3 separate regions of the Mus musculus genome follow, and regions 1 and 3 are each linked to region 2. Evidence: chromatin contacts called from public promoter capture Hi-C data. All regions are on one chromosome and are shown on one strand. Each heading gives the region's core, a stretch centred on a gene start, on an enhancer-like site or on the middle of the called end of the contact. The rest is flanking DNA. Distances are from core to core; before and after follow the strand shown.

Region 1 (2,972 bases), core at 280-2,779, 2.1 Mb after region 2:
GGGGATCCTGTGCCCAGTGCAGGGGATAGTCCAGTCAGTAAACCAAAACGCACAAGGCTAAGCAAGGAGAACAAGCATACAGCCATTCAAGAAACAAAGCTCCGACCTTTATCCCTTTATCTGCTTAACTGCACTTGGCGTTCAAGGGTTTTCAAATGCTCCCATTTCCAGAGCCTCTTAAGCATACAGCTGCTCTGCCGAATCTCAATTTTGCCACAAACGCGAAAGTAGACCCAGCCATTTCATTTCTAGCATGCTACAGCTATTCTGCTACTACCTCGAACTTGAAGATCGCTGGGGCCGATAAACCACAATCAAGAACACATTTAACTAGGAGGAAGCCCGTAGGAGGCTACCCACGGGCAATGTGAGAGGGCACACCGGGCAGGGCAGCCCAACGAGGGCTAAAACACCTGTTTCCTCCCACACTTGGTGGCTGGCTGGGTTGCTAACCCAGTCTAGCAATACCTGCCACGATTCGTAGTTTTAAGCCAGTGAAAGCAATCAATGTCGGATCAACACAGACACTAACCGGCAAATGATCCCAAAATAGATTTCAAAATTCAACTTGTGTTATCATAACGTTTTAAATTAGTGAGGCGAGGTTCGGTACCAACTTAACCAGCATCCCTACTGCTGGGCAAATGAGCTTCAGCGCCATGCAAGAGCCTCAGTTTCCATTTTTAATTTTTTTTTAAGTCTCAAAGATGCATTAAAATAAGTGTGTGGCCGCTTGTTCAGTAATCCCTCAGTGCCTCTCCAAGTATCCTGCGTTCCAGTACTTTCTGAAAGCGAGGGCGATCTTCCTAGTCTTGTTCTGCATAATTATGGCTCCGAAACGCCATCCTAAATTTGAATGAAAATAATTTTCTTAGGCTGGGGTGGATCCGCGGCGCTCAAAACTGGGCCTCAGAGCTCCGGTTCCCACAGCCGACAGAACCTTCCAGGGCCCCGGGGGTCGCCGGCAACAGGCTACTCACATCTAAACCAGGTCCGCGGCCTGCAGGAGGCGGCGGCGACGGCGACGGCGGCGGCGGGCAAGCCAACGGCCTGAGGGAATAACTGCACCTCGCCAGTCCCGGCCGGGGGATGACCGCGACCGCGCGCCGGCGTCCGCTCCCCTCCCCCAGGCCCGGGGCTGCGGTCCCCGGGCGCGCCGCCCGCGGCTCGGAGGACCGCTGCCGACGTGAGGGTCTCCGCAGACGCCCGCGCGTCCTCAGGCGGCGCGGCCGCGGCTACGTGGCCCACGCGAGGCGAGGCCGCGAGCGGGGACGCGGCCCCCCGGGAAGCCCCGGCGCTGTCTCCGGCCCGCTTACCTGCGGCACCGCGCGCGGCTCTCACTCGGCGGACTGTTGTGCAGCCCCGCAGGGATGCCCCAAGAAGCGGGGGAGCAGGGGGCGGGGCCGCCGCCTCCGAAGCCGCGGGCTACAGCGGAGCCCGCCGGGCCTCATGAATGGGACGCGGCGGCGGCAGCAGCGGCGGCGGCGGCCGAGCTGGCGGTAGACTGCGCGCACGCCCCGCCCCGGCCCGGCCACGTGACGCGAGCTCCGCCCCCGCCGGCCGCGCGCCTGGAGCCCTGGGCCCCTCCGGGGAGAGAGCAGCTCGACGCCGGCGCCGGCCTCAGAAGGGCGCTTTAAAAAAAAGTTTCCTCCGGTCCCCATGGCAACCTTGCGGCGCTGCGTCGGGCTTCAGAGTCCAGCTACCAAAAAAGAGTGCAAACGGTCTGCTGCATAATGGTGTCCCCGCGTAACGCGAGTGCACCATCATGGGATCACTGCAGAACCCGTATCTTTCCTTATTTACCCTTGGAGCTCGGTGATAACACCGCCTACTTAAAAAGTGCACTTTAACGGCTGCAGCTGCGAGTGTTAGTGACGGCGGCTGTTTTTCGTCTTGTATATCTGCAGCTGGTTCTTTCGATGGAAGGCCATGGCATCACTTCTAAATGCTTGTTAATTTCTTCGTGCTCACCGCGAGCATGAACAGTGTGACACAGTCTTCCGGCCGCTGAGCCATGCATTTATACAAACTCTCTCCGGTATGGGCCTGGGCACAGCAGTTTCTTTGCAACAATGAAGCGCGGTGAGCATAGTCTGTGCTGGGACCCGGGAAACCTTTCGTTTCCCTGCCTAAGTACCGCCGTGTGGAATTCAACCAGATTGCCTCAGTAGTTACCAAGGTCCACAGAGACACCCAAACCTACTGGGATTTTTCACTTCAGCGTGGCTCTTCATCTGATCTACCAGTGAAAGAAATGTTTTCAAGGTTGAAAGTTTCCCGTAAATGCTCGAGAAATACTACTCCTCCGCTGTGGGGAAGTGCAATTAAACCCAGAGAACCCAGTCCTCAATCCCCAAGTCAATGCACTGGGAACAGCTACACCTTCATTCCCATTGGGAGCCCAATGTAGCTTGCAGCCCAGACTGTAGAACACGCTGTTACTGTTTGTTCTCTAGCTTCTCATTCTTGACTTTTCCTGTTTCTCTCGGGATAGTTTCATTACCTCCTACCTTGGGAGGGAAATATTCTCACGCTTCCTTCCTCTCATCATGCAGAAAGCAGCAGACAACCCGCCCTTCCTCTGTCACCGCCCCCTCTGGGCTTTGACACCTTACTCAGAAGGATTGGTTCATGTTTATAGTATTTTCCTCATTCTCTAGTGGCTGCCTGCTTCATGCTACTACTGAGGCAGAAGAGGAACTAATTAAATATTTGTTGACTGTTCCTCGACTTCCCCCAGCTGATACCTGTAAAGTTGGGGCACACCCAACTCCCATCTGCTTCACTGCCCAGAGTCTTTCCTCACCTTCTGACCCTACCACCTTCCAGTTTCATGGCCAAGAACCTTCCCCCACCAATCATCGGTCTGCTAGTCTAGATGTATCTTTCATTTCAAAGAGAGAAGACCTTGTTGCCCCTAATGTAGTTTGGCCCGAGATGTTTTGACTCTAGAGTTGCAAGCTGTCTTGATG
Region 2 (3,094 bases), core at 449-2,948:
TCTCTGCTTCCTGGTCCGTGTGCTGAGCCGCATTGCTCCTTTAGAGATTCCTTTTGGTCCCTATCAGGGAGGCTCTCAGCCCAACAGTGGTTCCCCCGTGTGTCCTGCCATCTGGCCAGGTGCTGTCTGAGAAAACACTAGGACAATGTTTGCTCCTGTTCTCTCATAAATATCTGGTAGAGTTTTCTAGAGGTATCTCACATGAGATAATCAACAGATGGCGGAATTCCTCTTCTAGTAACACACACACACACACACACACACATACACACACAGAGTAAAACTGTTCTATGTCCCATACTCAGCTTTTGTTTGCTTCAGAAAATAGCTATCTCCACAAAATGGAATATTTATATTAACACATAATAGAGATTATATAAGTACTTAAAACATTTGTTGCAGTAGGTACTGATCGCACGTAATCTGTAACTATTTGAGGTCCTGAACAACTTTTTAGATAGTATAAACAGGTCTCTGACCATGAAAAAAAAAAAAAAGACTATTCTATGTTTTTATTTTCTTTTATAGAGTATTTTTGCTAGTGGTTTTTGAAGACAGAGCTGCACTTCTCCACCCCCACATCCTTCTCCTCTAGAAGCTGCTAGCAGATGAGGAGGTCTCCATCAATTGCCTCGCCCCCACAGAGCCCCATGTGGCCTCAAGAGCCTGTTCCCATCTCAGGCTTGGCTCAGTGCCGGGAAAGCAGGCTCATCCCTGACCTGACACACCAGTAAACACAGGAGGACTTCCCGGAACACACGGGCAGGCAACGCTCTTCACACATCAGAAAAATGAGGCTATCGAAAATGAATTTGACTCGTTTATACATCTTTTTAAGGCATCAGGCATGTAAAATAGCTAATCTGCTTTGAATGGGGCTGTAATAAAAGTGTCATTGTCAAGCTGTCCCCAGAGATCAGGGGACAGCAGATTCCTTTCAACCAGGAGACATAGCTGCTCTCCTGCATCCATCCCACTGTGGTTAGAAAGAACTGGTTTGTGTTGGTCAGTCCAGAGGTATCTTAGCCCCTGGCATGAGAAGCTAATGATAAAACAAGATCTTATATGGGGGCTGGTTTGTTCCTTTGTCTTTTGTTTTTTATTTTTAGCCTGAATGAGGTAGAGGGGATGGTGTGTCTAGGGCACTATCCTATCTCACAGAGAAATCAGATCCAGTCTCTGCCCTCGGGTCTTGTGATACTGCAGGGCTGCACCCAGGACAGGCCTGGAGCAGAGGAGCCACGGCCCCGCAGGACTTCTCAAAGGCCAGCCAGCCACAAGCTGGGGAAACACTCCTCTATTCTCCCACCTGATGAGTAAGAATTATGTGGAGTGTGGGCAGGGCGTGGGCGGAGCCTGGGGGAACCTGGGCGGAGCCTGGGTGGGGTAGACTCTGTTTTCTAAACATCCCAAGTGATGGCCATATAGTACAGAGGAGCTTAGGCTCTCAATTCCAGATGAGGCTTTCCCAGGTCTCCCATAGCAGCCCCCACAGACATTTTATAAACCACGAGGCTCAGTGGAAAAGGGAAACGGACAGTCTTTGTTGAAATACTATTAAAACTTTGAGAAGATAATCACCACACAGAACCCAATATCCTGATGATTACCCAAGTTTCCTCCCACACAGCCTGTCCTTGGTCTTCGGCCAGTTTCCACAGCAGCCTCTTCATCCTGGTGGCTCTGCTAAGTAAGCCCTCAGGAGGCTTCCCCCAGGTGGCTGATAGAGGGGGCTTAGACAACCTGGGAAAGAATGAAGTCATCTCCAGGCAGGGGAGGGGCCAGAGGGAGGGCCTTCTCAGCTCTTTTCAAGCTCCTTTCCTATTCACAATGAGCTTGTGTTTCCTCAAAGCCTGGTTGGGGGGTTAGTCAGTGCTGTCTCCTGGCAGCAGAGCCAACCCCTCATTTGCCTCTGTTCACCATGGTCTTAGTTAGGGTTTCCACTGCTGTGAAGAGACTTCAAGGCAGCAACATGACAGCATCCAGGCAGGCATGGTTGAAGAGGAACTGAGAGTTCTACATCTTCATCTGAAGGCAGATAACAGAAGACTGACTTCCAGGAAGCTAGGAGAAAGTTCTCTCAAAGCCCACCCCCACAGTGACACTCTTTCTCCAACAAAGCGACACCTCCTAACAGTGTCATTCCCTGGGCCAAACATATTAAAAGCACCATAACCATCAGCAATCGCCCACTGCTATCCCTGGCTCATCACCTGTACCCAATAGGAGCTGACCAGGGGGACCGAGTCTACCCTCCAGTCCCTGACAATGACTGCTCAGGAAAGGCACTTCCTGTGGTAATTTCAGTCTTGCAGAATGAAGGAGACGAAAAATAGATTCTCTCTCCGGCCAACCCCTGGGACAAAATGTCAGTGAAAGATGCATCAATGCCCTGGTTGTCAGTAAAGAGAGCCATGACTGGCCACAGGAGACTCGAATGCTCATCTGTCGCTTGAGGGTGTTTTCTGGAAATGGTGCTGTCCACGATACTCTGGGCAGTGAGGAGATAGCCGCCTTGTGGTGTCTGAGTTGATGGCTTGTGCTCAGCGGCTGGGGACACAGGGCCATCAGCCCTGCCTACACACAAGCTTTGGCATCAGGGTTTGTCAAGCCTTGGCACTGGGTTCTACCCCTGATTTACTGTCTCCACCTCTGTCCAGCTAGCTTTATACCCTGGAAGGTGGCACACCATAGTCAGTGGTTTGGGGTTTTTTGTTCTTTTGGGTTTGTGCTTGTTTGTTTCTGTTTCTGAACGGAGTGAACATAAGGGTGCGAAGGGCCAAGACCTCAGCATGCCAGCTTCCTCCTGTTGTATGCCTACGCCCCACATCTAGTAAAGCTCAAACTATTCACAAGTAAAGTCAACTTGCACATTACCTATTGCTTCTAGAACCTCCAAGGCCAAATGCTCACTTTATACACAAGGAGCCAGAGGCCCAAGTTTCAATTCTGATGGTTAACAGCAGCAGACTGGATCCTAATTAGAGTCTGCTGCAGAGCTTGAAAACCCCTGGGGTCCAGACTATCCACCTGAGCCATTAGGATGGGGCATGGCTGTGAGTATTAAAGTGTTACAGTGAACCAGGTGCCAGGT
Region 3 (2,948 bases), core at 121-2,620, 2.4 Mb after region 2:
ATTTCCAACATAATCATAAACAGGTTCCAAAGTCTAGCGGGTCATCCTGTGGCCGCCTTACTGTGGCTCGGCTTTAACCTTGTTTTTACGGGTCTGTCTCCTCCTGCCGGATCTCCACCGAGGTCACAAAACCAGAACAGCCACAAAGCCGAAACTGGAGACAGACACCGGCGGTGACGTCGCTGCTCAGCTTATTTACGTTTGGGGTTTTTCCCCCCCTCTATGGGGAAAGTCTTCTGTGACATGTGACAGTTGCTTTTCTTTGCTTTTTTTTTTTTTTTTTTTTTTTTTTTTTTTAAACAACCGGGCATAGGTGAAAACTAGACCCAGAAGTGCGGGCGTGCGCGTCTCGAAGTCAGCCATAACAGCATCTGGCTTGTATTTGGGGAGGGGACGATTCTCGATTCTTCGTTCAACTCTTTGGAGCTCCCCTCTCAAGCAAAATAAACCAATAGGAATGAGTGTTTATTTAATGGCTAGTTTCTGTTTGAAATACTGAAGGGTGTCCTCTGGTGGGATATTAGCACACAAAGTAGACACTGTTTACTGAAACAGATGAGCAGTCCCGGCGTAGTCCCCCATCTTTTTAAAAAGGCGCGTGGGGGTGGGGGAGTCGCAGTGGGGCACACGCGCGCTCTGGCCGTCCCCCTAGCCCAGACGTTTAAAGAGCATGTGAGCATGACAAGTGTCTATTCGCAACGTGTTAGATTTCGAAACTGCCTTGCAATCCAATCCGGAACTCAGAGCTTTAGCCCGGGGGAATAGACATTTGCCCACGGTGACTATGTCTGCCTCCCCCCACCCCCACTGTCGCTGTTGGCAGAAGAGTCCACGAGGAGGAGGGTGCGCTGTGCCGCGCCCGCGTGTCAATGGCAGCTGCGCCTTCTGGAAGAAGTTGATTCTTGTCTGGAATACTTTTCCTTCGGTGCCCCACCCCTTGAATCAGAAGCTGCTGCCTCCGGCGGCTGGAGCAGAGACAGTGAAGTTTGGGGCAGCTGTCAAAAACAAGGATGGGGGTGTCTTTTCTTCTCTGGGGTGGACAGAGGAGATGTCCTTAAACCTCTCTCCATCCTTTACAAACTAAATGCACTCTTCGCTAGCCCGGGGAGGAAAGGCCCCAAAAGAGAAACCAGTGTGGCCGCTGAGAGCTGAGGGATGGAGATGGTGCTCTCGCCACGGGCAGGCAGGCATGACCCTGCTTCTGGGTTCCGCCAGCGCGTAGAGGGACGGGTGATCTCGGCCCCCAGGCCCAGGGTTGTGGAGCTGGAAGGTGCGGGGGAGGGGCAGAGGAGCGCGGCGGGGCGGGCGGGGGACGGGGCGGGCGGTTGGGGGCGGAGGCAGGACCTCCTGTACCTTCCCTCTGCTCTCTCACTCTGACAGCGCCGAGGTGCGCCGAGTGGAGCGGGAAACAAAGGAGCTGAGTAGGGAGGGAGGGAATTGGGCCAGGGAGAACCCCCGGCTGGCTGCCAGAAGATCCCGACTGGAGGAAGCCCAAGTGTCACTTGAATTCCAACCCAGAAGCCAGCGCCTGAGACCGGAGCACCTTGTTTAGCAATAGTGGTTGGAACACTCTCTTGTAAGTTACCGGAGCACTAGTATAGGAGGAGGATCATCGACTACCCTCCCGCCACTCCACGGCTGCTGGCTCCTAGAAACCCCAGCTTCACCTCTCACTGGGACTCGAGTTCCAGAATGAAAAGCAAGAAGGGTAAGGTGGCGGCGGGCTGTGAGCGCCCGGGGCACCAGTGCGGGACATGTGCGGGCCGCGCCGGATCGGGAGAACACTGACTTGATGGGACTTTTCGGACCAGTGGCTCCCCGGCTGGATTGGTGGCTGTTCTCTTTGTTGAGGCTGTGTCTCTGATGGCAGTTGGTGTTCTTTTCCTTCTAGACACAACCCGAGGGGCTGTTGTGGGGAGGCTGAGCCGCGCCACGCTGTTGGCACGTTGTCAAGAACCACGCTCAGCGCCTTGTTTGTACGCCTCCAAGTTTCATTGTCTTCCTGACACCCCATGCTCGGCCCAGGCGCCGCGTGGTTTCTAGTGCCGTTTCTGGGGCAGGGCTTTGCGGTTGATGTTCTAGGAGACCCTGGCACCTCGCTTTTCCCTGTGGGGGGTCCTTGGCGAATTCCAGTCGCCTTACCTTTTGTCTAAAAGTTTGTAGTTCCGGGTGTTCTCTCACTCCTCGCCGGATCCTGGCAATGTTTTTTTTTTTTTTTTTTTTAAAGAGATGTGTTTTTCACTATCAAAGGAATGTGATCCGGGACCCCCACACATATCGCCCTAGGGCGAGCATAGCTTTGGAAAGATGGACTTTAAAATTTTTACTAGTTTCTGAAAGTTTTCCCACGATGAATTTAGGACCGCGTGTGCTGTTAGAACACAAGTACCATGCAGTCGAAAACTGTCCAAGTGTGACAAGCAGGCTTGGTTGTAAGTGCAAAAAGCGAGGCTGTCATTGTTTCCACCAAAGCTTTACAACTAAAACTTGCCGTCAGTCTGGTTTAAAAACAAAACACACTGGGGAGGAAGGGGGGAAAAAAAAAACCCAAAAGGTCAAAGACTGTGAAGTCCCTTTTGAAGCTAACTTTGGAGTCCCTGACTGGGAGGTCCCTCGAGTGTTCCAGTCGTGGACTGGAGTTGGCTTTTTTTGTTGTGATTTATGTGGAGTGGTTCAAAACAGAAGTTAATCGCTTGGAGAAGCGGGCGGGGGGAAGGGGGCGCTGGTGCGCATGCCCGGGAGCTTCCTCGAGTTTGTTACTCCACATTCTTTCAGACCTAGACCGCGACTGCAGTTCCAACGGAACACGGTTATAGCAGCTGCCGCCAAACACGCTTCCTCACGGGGTTTCTCCGCGCTTCCTACCTTAGAGAGTTGGGTGGATGTTATTCTGTGAGAGACCCCGAAACATACGGAACTCATGAAGACCCCGGGTACTTGGTTAAGTA

What was found. Promoter capture Hi-C pulls out the DNA fragments that hold promoters and counts their contacts.
Region 1: a promoter capture Hi-C map of pre-B cells shows a contact between it and region 2, with 5 times the contacts expected there. The contact joins the promoter of Lpin2 here to the promoter of E330032C10Rik in region 2. A contact is called at or near these places in 4 of 39 promoter capture datasets (the 3T3-L1 cell line, hippocampal neurons, liver and 1 more) and 1 of 115 datasets of contacts at active chromatin or transcription factors (large pre-B cells).
Region 3: a promoter capture Hi-C map of pre-B cells shows a contact between it and region 2, with 7 times the contacts expected there. The contact joins the promoter of Tgif1 here to the promoter of E330032C10Rik in region 2. A contact is called at or near these places in 1 of 39 promoter capture datasets (pre-B cells) and 1 of 484 Hi-C or Micro-C datasets (B cells).

The regions. Positions count from the first base shown.
Region 1 is chr17:71,182,089-71,185,060 of GRCm38.p6, reverse strand. Lpin2 (lipin 2) reads right to left here and starts at 1,529. Exons shown (of 20, transcript NM_001357791.1): 1 at 1,317-1,529.
Region 2 is chr17:73,249,590-73,252,683 of GRCm38.p6, reverse strand. It overlaps E330032C10Rik (RIKEN cDNA E330032C10 gene), which reads right to left and starts at 1,698. Exons shown (of 4, transcript NR_167655.1): 1 at 1-1,698.
Region 3 is chr17:70,849,632-70,852,579 of GRCm38.p6, reverse strand. Tgif1 (TGFB-induced factor homeobox 1) reads left to right here and starts at 1,370. Exons shown (of 3, transcript NM_009372.3): 1 at 1,370-1,708. The coding sequence starts at 1,693.